Regions from separate parts of the Mus musculus genome. Here region 1 is linked to region 2. A link is a contact called in public HiChIP or PLAC-seq data. All regions are on one chromosome and are shown on one strand. Each heading gives the region's core, a stretch centred on a gene start, on an enhancer-like site or on the middle of the called end of the contact. The rest is flanking DNA. Distances are from core to core; before and after follow the strand shown. Region 1 holds the start of Clec12a (C-type lectin domain family 12, member a). Region 2 holds the start of Klrb1b (killer cell lectin-like receptor subfamily B member 1B).

Region 1 (4,227 bases), core at 1,550-4,049, 520 kb after region 2:
TGCTCATGCCACGTGTTGTTGTTTAGAATGACTCCAACCCTGAGTTACCAGTTTTAAGCTAACTTTCTGTTACCAATGTTACAAATATCTAATCATACCCAATAACTTACAAGCCAATACTCTATAACCAATACATGCAGGATATATTTATACCTTTAAAGCCAGTTGAAAACAAAAATGAAGTGGCTACACACATCTTATATATTTAGACTGTAAGGTAGAAAATTTAAGTTTGACCCCCTAGACCAAGTTGGAGCCAAGAAAGAAAAATAGTTGGTCCCTAAAGCAGCCTGTTCCAAGAACTGTCTGACCACAGAACAGGTAATTACACAAGCCGGTTCAGTGACCTCGTTCCAGGACCTGTCTGACCACATGATTAAATTCTTGAGAACAATCTTGAGAAGCAGGGAGTTTCCACTTGTGATTTTTAGTACCCCCCTTGTGATTTTTTCCACTGGTATTCTCGGTATTTTCCAATAATGCCCTCCCTACCCCTTGGGTTGTGTCTTTTTTCTTTAAGTACACCCTTTTCCAGCTACTGGGTGTCGAACTCCTCTACCCCTGTGTGGGATATGAGCTGAACTCAGCGTGCTGGTTCCTGTCAATAAACCTCCTGTGATTTGCAGCTGAAAGAAAGAAAATTAAATTCAAGACTTCAAAGCCCTAGCCAGAAAGTTTATTCAAGGTCCATGACTCATGCAGCTTGCTAGTTAGGAGGGCTTTTTGGGCTTAGAGCAAAGAACAAAGGCTGTAAAGTCATCCCAGGAACCAACTAGCCATAAAGAGAGGGAAGACATACAAGAATGTCTGGACTGGCCCAGCGCCTCCCTATCTCCCGCCCTTCTGATCTAAGTTAAATGTTAACCAGATGCTCTGCTGTTACCTCGATCTGCATGTACAGTCTGCTGATGTTTAAATGAGCCAATCATGTGAAACCACGCCAATTCCTCCCCCAGTCCCAGACCCTTTTCTATAAAAACCTCTAGCTTTTAAGCCTCGTGGTCGAATCCACTGTCTCCTGTGTGAGATGACCCGGAGCTCCACCATTAAACTACCTTGTGCATTTACATCAAGTCGGTCTTTTCGTGATTCTTTGGGTGCACGCCAAATTGGGAATTGAGTGGGGGGTTCCTCACTAGGTTCTTTCACAGCAAGGACGGTCTCTCATGAGTTCTTGGGGGGTCTCGTCATCCTGAGACTTGAATGAGAGTCTCCCCTCTTCGGGAGTCTTTCAAAACCAAACAAAATTTTCGTATCCTTTCTAGCTATAATTTCAAGAGAAAAAGCACCTTATTACTTGCTGAACCCAATAATCACAATCAGAGATTTTTCTAGGAGGAACAACTGTCAGCTTCTTTACCATAGAACTTGAGAAGCTGCTGGGCCCTTTAAAAGCAGCATGGCAGGTAATCAGCCCCTAGCAGGGCTTCTCCAGCTGTGATTGACTCCTAACTATAGGTGCAGGGCTCCAAAGGACAATTAAGACTGCCTTTAAACAAGCTAAATTAAATCAGGGGGTGGGCAGCCAGCACATAAAGTTTTAGCCATTTTTTTCTTTTCAACACTAAACACGAACAACAATCATTCAAACAACGAAACAAAAACAGGTGTAAATTGACACACATGGACAGATTGGTGCACCAAGGACAGACAATAGACAGAGAGGGAAGAGAACTTGATGTCCTAAAGGGACCTAGAACCAGGACTAAGGATATCTCCAGTAGGAGCCAGAGAGGAAGCAGGATGTCTTCTGATTTCCTCCTGTCCCAAGGAGAGCTCTGAAATAGCTTATCTCTTTTGCTAACATGTCCTGGACAGGGGATACCTGCTTTTCTGAAACCTATTCTCTCTCTCTCTCTCTCTCTCTCTCTCTCTCTCTTTCTCATGTCATTTGAATACCATTTCTACTTCTGGGCACCATGGACAGCATAAATCTACTTGTGCTAAGAATTTTTCTAACATCTGTTTTTAAACCCTGCTCCTCTCACCTGATGCAACTCTTGGCTGTGGAGAAATGGCTATATAGAATTCCCCTGTCCCGTTGAGCTGTTACCCCTAGGTGAAGTTGGCTTCGGGTCAACACCTCTTCAGCCCAGCTGTATGCCCTTAATACACCTCCTGCAACAACAGCCTCCCTAAAATAAACTAACTAGTGTTAGCATTAATGTTGTTCATTACTGGGCAGGATACCATTACTTCTTCTGTTTTCTGTGGAGCTCCACTCAAGCCAGTGTTTCTCAGTGCTTCCTCCCACTTCCCCATTTTCAGGCCTCAAGCTATGCACCACCTGTAGCCATCCAGTAGCCACTGAGAACTGGGTTAACCTGAAAGGGGGGCTGGGAATGAAAAGGACTATGGGCTGCAAGAAAAGGATGAAGCCAAGATCAAGGCAAAGTTTAATTCTGCAGCTCCAGGTAAAAAGGGAAGACCACAAAACCCAACCTTTGTTTAGGCTGTATTATGTTGCAAAGCAAGCTCAGTGAGCTTATTTCAGGAACTTGCAGGTGCAGCAAGGCGATAACTCCACTTGAGCCTGCTCAAGGTTGGGGGAAGGGCATGGTGGTGCACCAGGGAGCATTTGAGATTTGAATCACTCCGATTATTTCCCTGTTTCAGAGTTTAATCATATGCTGTTTCTGCACTGTGTGGTAGGAGCAAATTGCGCAACTCGTATGAAGCTAATATTATCCAAGCACAGTTTAAAAAATTACCTTATGTAAAGAAAAAGGAAGAAATATGAGGAAGAAAAGTGTTCCTCTTTCAATCTTATTTATTCTTGTCTGAGGCAATAAACTGACTGTGGCTCATAGACACATATTTGAGAGTCTGGCATAGTGGTTTTTCAAAAGGAAATTTGAGCTTGTGAGGTTAGCCACAGTTTACAGAGGGTTGAAAGTCTAGGTAGGCTTACTTAACTGTCAGCCCTCTCACCTTTTTCGAAGGACATTTTCTGGAGCCTTCTTTGAATATTCATCAATGTCTGAAGAAATTGTTTATGCAAATCTCAAAATCCAGGACCCTGATAAAAAAGAAGAAACCCAGAAGTCTGACAAATGTGGGGGAAAAGGTAAGATTTTGAGCCATGGATGAGATGGCAGTGACCACAGATTCATGCAATGTGAATTTTTAATTTTTATTTCTTTAAATTTTAATATGCCATATGAATTTTTGTTCAGCCTTTCATTTAAACCCCAAATAACAAAGTGATTAAAAATAATTTTTTTCTTTAAAGCATAAGGTATTTCTTTAAGCCATTGTAATACAACATTGTATTTTACATTTTTAATATTAAATTAAATTGAGGTATGTGGAAAGAGATTGTATTTTCAAATGACAGTGTTTTATTGTGAAGGTTTTGTTTTGTTTTGGTGTGTGTGTGTGTGTGTGTGTGTGTGTGTGTGTGTGTGTGTGTGTGTGAAGCCATGGAATTAGGACTATACCTTATTCAGGAAAGTCATGGGCTTATATGTTCTTGCTAGATTTTTGAACGCAAACTGCTTGAAGTGTAGGAGAAAGACAAAGAAGGGGAGAACATTTTTTATTTTTAAATCTGGCTTCTCTCCTCATTGTTCATGGAGCTTGCTCTGATCCAGATCTTCAGGAGTTTCCATATTTTATCCTAGCATTCAAATCTCTACTCTTTGTCTTAAATTTAGGTTAAATTTAATCTGTGTATGTGTGTGCATATGTGTATGAACATGTATGAGTGTGTGTGTGTGTGTGTGTGTGTGTGTGTGTGTGTGCACGCGCATATGTGTACGTGTGTGTATATGTGTGCTTGTGCCACAGTGCTTGTGTGGCAGCCTGAGGACAGTTTGAGGAGACAGTCCTCTCCTTGCATCATGTGAACCACCAGGAATTTCCCTTAGGTTATAAGGCTTGCAAAGCAAGTACAGTTAGGCCCTGAGCTACTTCTGAGTCATGTCTCTACCTCATTGCTGTGCCTTTCTGCTGTTTTTATATTGCTGAGCATTCCATTTTAAGATTGCTCTTTTGGTAGATCTAAGGGAGTGGTTCTCTAATCTCAGATATCCAGTAAGATTGGAAGTTCAAGGCCTACTTGGGCTATGAGAGAGTTCAGAGTCAACCTGTGCAGTCAGTTAAGTGAGATCCTGTCTCAAAATAAGAGGTAAGAAGAGAGCTGAGGATACAGCTGAGTGCTAAAGCACTCATTTAGCATATTCAAGGCTCTACTCTCAATACAATATAACACAACATGACATACTC
Region 2 (4,018 bases), core at 90-2,589:
TGCCAGGCACCAGCATAGCCTCCTAAGAGACAGCTATATCAGGGTCTTTTCAGCAGAATCTTGCTGGTTTTCTTATACCATTTTCAACAAGGTCTTTTCTCCACTTTTGTTAGGCATGATGGGAAAACAAAGACTTGCTTTTTCCCAACACAAAATAGCTGACACCATCACTCCCCGTGGAGTTATCTACCAGGCCCTCTTCCACTCTCCACTGACCCTTACGTAAACATTATAATGAAATTTATTTGGTGACTCTGAGACTTTCTCCTTGACTCAAACCTTTGACAATTTAATAGTTTCTAACAAGAACCACTAAAGTTGGAAGTCCACATGTTACAACACATAGAGAACATCATATTGGAAAACAACTGCCCTGTGTTCAGTTAGACAGCAGACTAGAATTTTGTTTTCATGATTATTTTATACACTCTCTACCTGAGTTTCTGTTCTCTTACATCTCAGCCATCCTTATGTCACATACTTCACCTCTTGGTAGACTTCCACATTTCTTTTGCTAGAATCATTAAATCCTCTGGTGGACAAGAGTGCTACTTTTGGCCAGCATTGAAAGATTAATTCCCAACTGGCTCAGGTAACTTGTGGTTCCTCCACTTATAGCTGTTATACTTTGCAAGAGAGAAAGAACCAGCTTTTTAACAAATTGAATAAATTTTAATATATAAAAATTACTGGCTTTTAATTTAATTCAGACCTTTCATTTTTACTATGACTTTCCCCACAACGAATGTCTTCCTTTTCAGGCGACAAAGACATTAACAATGACGTCTACACACTTCACTGTGAAGGGAGAGCTGGGGTTGCCACCAAGGTAGAACGGGATCGTAGTGTCCATGTTCTGTAGACGAATTTGGAATTAGCAATGGAATGCAGCAAGTATCTCTTAAACCACCCCTTGGCTCATGGGAGTAAAATATTCTTTCTTAGAATTCTTAGCAAAGGCAGAATAGGAGAAGTAATGTTCGGATTTCCTTCTGACTACACGAGTAAAAATGGACTCTATGGCATTTGTAGAACTGTGGTTTTCTGCAGGCAGGATAGCTATACTATTTAACTCTAACATATACCTGCTTGTCACCTTTAAATCAATGACTTACACCCATAAGTTTTGGAGGATAATCTTAACTCTGGAAGATAATTCAAATGCCAGAAGCAAGCTGCTTACCTGGGGAAAGAGATGGAGGTGAATCATGCTTAGGTTCTTGGATCCTGGCTAGGTTTAAATCTGCATAGACCAGTGTTGTTGAATCCATTGTAGATGGAGGGACTTGACACCGGCCTCGTGAACAGGGACAAACTTTGAGTCCTGTGAGGTGAAATGAGCCAAAAAGGAAGTCCGCTGGGTATGCTGTGCTGTGTGTGTCCACACCCGCCCACACTGGTGGCTGAGGGTTTCTCCATAGCTATTGACCTGGTGTCTGTCCTACTCTCAGGCTTCCTTTTCTTTTTTTCTTTAGACAAGAATGTGCCACATACAGAACGTACGGTTTGGTTTCTAACAAATTTCTGGAAAGGTCTTTCTTATGTTCTTATTCCTCTAACCATCCGTTATGAGTTATCCTCTCAGATCTCCAATGAGTGAAATATTTATCCTGAGTTCAAATTTACCTTTCCCTCAGCCCCCAGGGATTAAGATGTGTGACATTTTATTCTATGTTATGAAAATGTGGATTAGGACACAAATGTCCACGGTACTATCTGACGTGAGTTGAAGCTCTAACATCCTCCTGAAATTTGCATACTGTGAAGGGAGCTGTGGATTGTGGAGATGCTGCTGTGGTGAGAACCCATGGCAACACAACAGGAAAAGCAGCAGGTCCCACTCAGTGCTGTTCTGAGCTAAGGGCTCCATCATTCAGAGCTCAGGGAGTGGAGGACTTGGGTCTATGGGATGTGCTAACTCATCGAAGGATTTGTAGGCCTAGAGCCTTAGAGCAAGGACCACAAATGCCCCCATGTCGGGTATTGTCATATCACAAGTGAAAAAGAAGAAGAAAATCAAGGATTTCCTTAAAGCCACTTTCTGTGGTCAGAGTGGAGTTGAACAAGTATCGGGTACTGGCAGCAGTCTGCTGGCTGTGAGTTCTAGGAGACAGGGGATGTGTACAGACAACTTGGGGCTCACACTCATTTTTCCATGACCATAATGACTATGAAGTATGGGTAAGCCTGTGTTAGTATCTCACAGATCACTTAAGACACTGTGAAATGTCCTCAGCTGTCACTGATGACAGTCCCCTCACTCAATACTCATGCTATTGAAACCTAAGACTTCAACAAGTGTATGGGATTCTCCAGACTTGTCCATCCTGAGAGATCCTATGTATTTATTTTGCTCAGATTACTAAACCTAGCAGGCAACAGTACTAATTTCAACCAGTGCTGAAATGTTAGTGTATATATAAATTTCAAATACATCAGGACCTCAGGCTTTAGTATATATAAGAATCACCTGAAAGTTTGTTAATAATTCACTTCCTATACTTAACCCTCCTCTCTTCCCTAGATATCACGAGTATCTTCAGTGGGAAATGTGTGAATAACATTCCAAATATTTGAGGTGGCTCATGGATTATGCTTAAGCAAACAGCCTTCGGGTCAGTGAATAAGAGGATAGATTAGAAAGATCAATAGAGTACAGAGAAGTCTGAAGCTGAGATTAGATGAAAAATAAATCTTTGAGGATTGACGTTTAAGGTGGTTTTTAGGTTTACTTTATTATTGTATGTGTATTGGTGTTCTGTGGGTGTGAGCTGCCATGTTGCCATGTAAGGTGGGAATTGTCCCTCTGGAAGGACAGCTGGTGCTCTTGACTACTGAGCCATCTCTGCAAGCCCAACATTGAAATGTTGCATGTTCTGAAGCCTGACCATGATGGATCTACAGTGGCCTTACTAAAATCAAGAGATGTGAGGGGAGATACTTTCATCAGCAAGTGCTTCCAAAAGCCTCTAAGCCACAAATCGTAAAGAAACTAAAAATAACAACCAGTGACGATTGTTATTGCCCATGCAGCTGATAGACCACTTTTCCTGTGACAGAGTGGCAGGGGCAATACCAAGTACTGAAAGTAGTTTTTTTTACAACAGAAGTTTTGTTATGTGGCCATCATTGAACAGATAAAAATAAAACCCTCCTGAGAATACATGTCAGGAGAATCTGACTGACCAAAGTCATCCGATCACCTAATTGCCCAAATGATAGTTCCACCGCAAAATATGTCAGATGTCAGGACTATAATGATCTTGTTGCTATAAAATATAAGGAGTGTGGGCAGGTGTGTGTAGTTGTGTGCAGAAGAATACAATGTGATATTATGCATATACAACGTGTTATGAAATCTAAAGGGCTTAAGGCGTGAACGATTGTATGTGATCCTGGGTTTTATTTATTTTTATTTGTCCATGTCCGTGTATGTGTTTATGCCTGGGTGTGAACACGGTGTATGTCTGTGTGGTGTATGTGCATGTGTTTGGGAATGTACACACCTATGTGCATGCCCAGAGGCCAGAGAAGAATTTTGGATACTCTTTCTTTCTTGTTCCTTTGATGCATGGTTTCATTTGGAGCTTGTAATGACTTTGTGTTTGCAGCTAGTCTGAAAACCAACAGCCTCTAGCGGTCCTTCTTTCTCTTTCCCTCTGGATGCTGGGGTTATAGGTGTTCCTGAGACCACATCTGGCGTGTTACATCATTCTTATCTGCTGAGATATCTTTCCAAACCGTGATACGGAGTTTTAGAGAGGCTATAGTCAAAGACATATTGAAAATCTCAAGGATTAAGAAAGACAACTTTCCTATGGTAGCCTGCTTTGATATTGAACTCTTTTGCTTTAATAGTGGACGTTAGGATGTGTAGGAAGCATAGAGCAAAATATAAGCATTATTCTAGTGTGAAGGAAAAAAAAAGAGTGTTGTATGTCAGCCCGCGGCTTACAAGGACCGGCTACACCTGGGAGGCAGGCTGGGGCTGAAAAGAGAGAAACTAGACGGTCGAGAG

Evidence for each region. HiChIP or PLAC-seq counts read pairs in DNA pulled down with a chosen protein or histone mark.
Region 1: a contact with region 2 is called in an H3K4me3 HiChIP or PLAC-seq map of bone marrow-derived macrophages, with 8 times the contacts expected there. The contact joins the promoter of Clec12a here to the promoter of Klrb1b in region 2. A contact is called at or near these places in 10 of 39 promoter capture datasets (the 3T3-L1 cell line, 3T3-L1-derived adipocytes, the C10 cell line and 7 more), 1 of 15 datasets of contacts at CTCF or cohesin (embryonic stem cells), 3 of 484 Hi-C or Micro-C datasets (bone marrow-derived macrophages, brown adipocytes and large pre-B cells), 12 of 115 datasets of contacts at active chromatin or transcription factors (DN3 thymocytes, the NIH/3T3 cell line, T-cell acute lymphoblastic leukemia and 8 more) and 3 of 9 other capture datasets (embryonic stem cells, liver and macrophages).

The regions. Positions count from the first base shown.
Region 1 is chr6:129,347,445-129,351,671 of GRCm38.p6, forward strand. It overlaps Clec12a (C-type lectin domain family 12, member a), which reads left to right and starts at 2,800. Exons shown (of 6, transcript NM_177686.4): 1 at 2,800-3,067. The coding sequence starts at 2,977.
Region 2 is chr6:128,824,976-128,828,993 of GRCm38.p6, forward strand. Klrb1b (killer cell lectin-like receptor subfamily B member 1B) reads right to left here and starts at 1,340. Exons shown (of 6, transcript NM_030599.4): 1 at 1,184-1,340. The coding sequence starts at 1,271.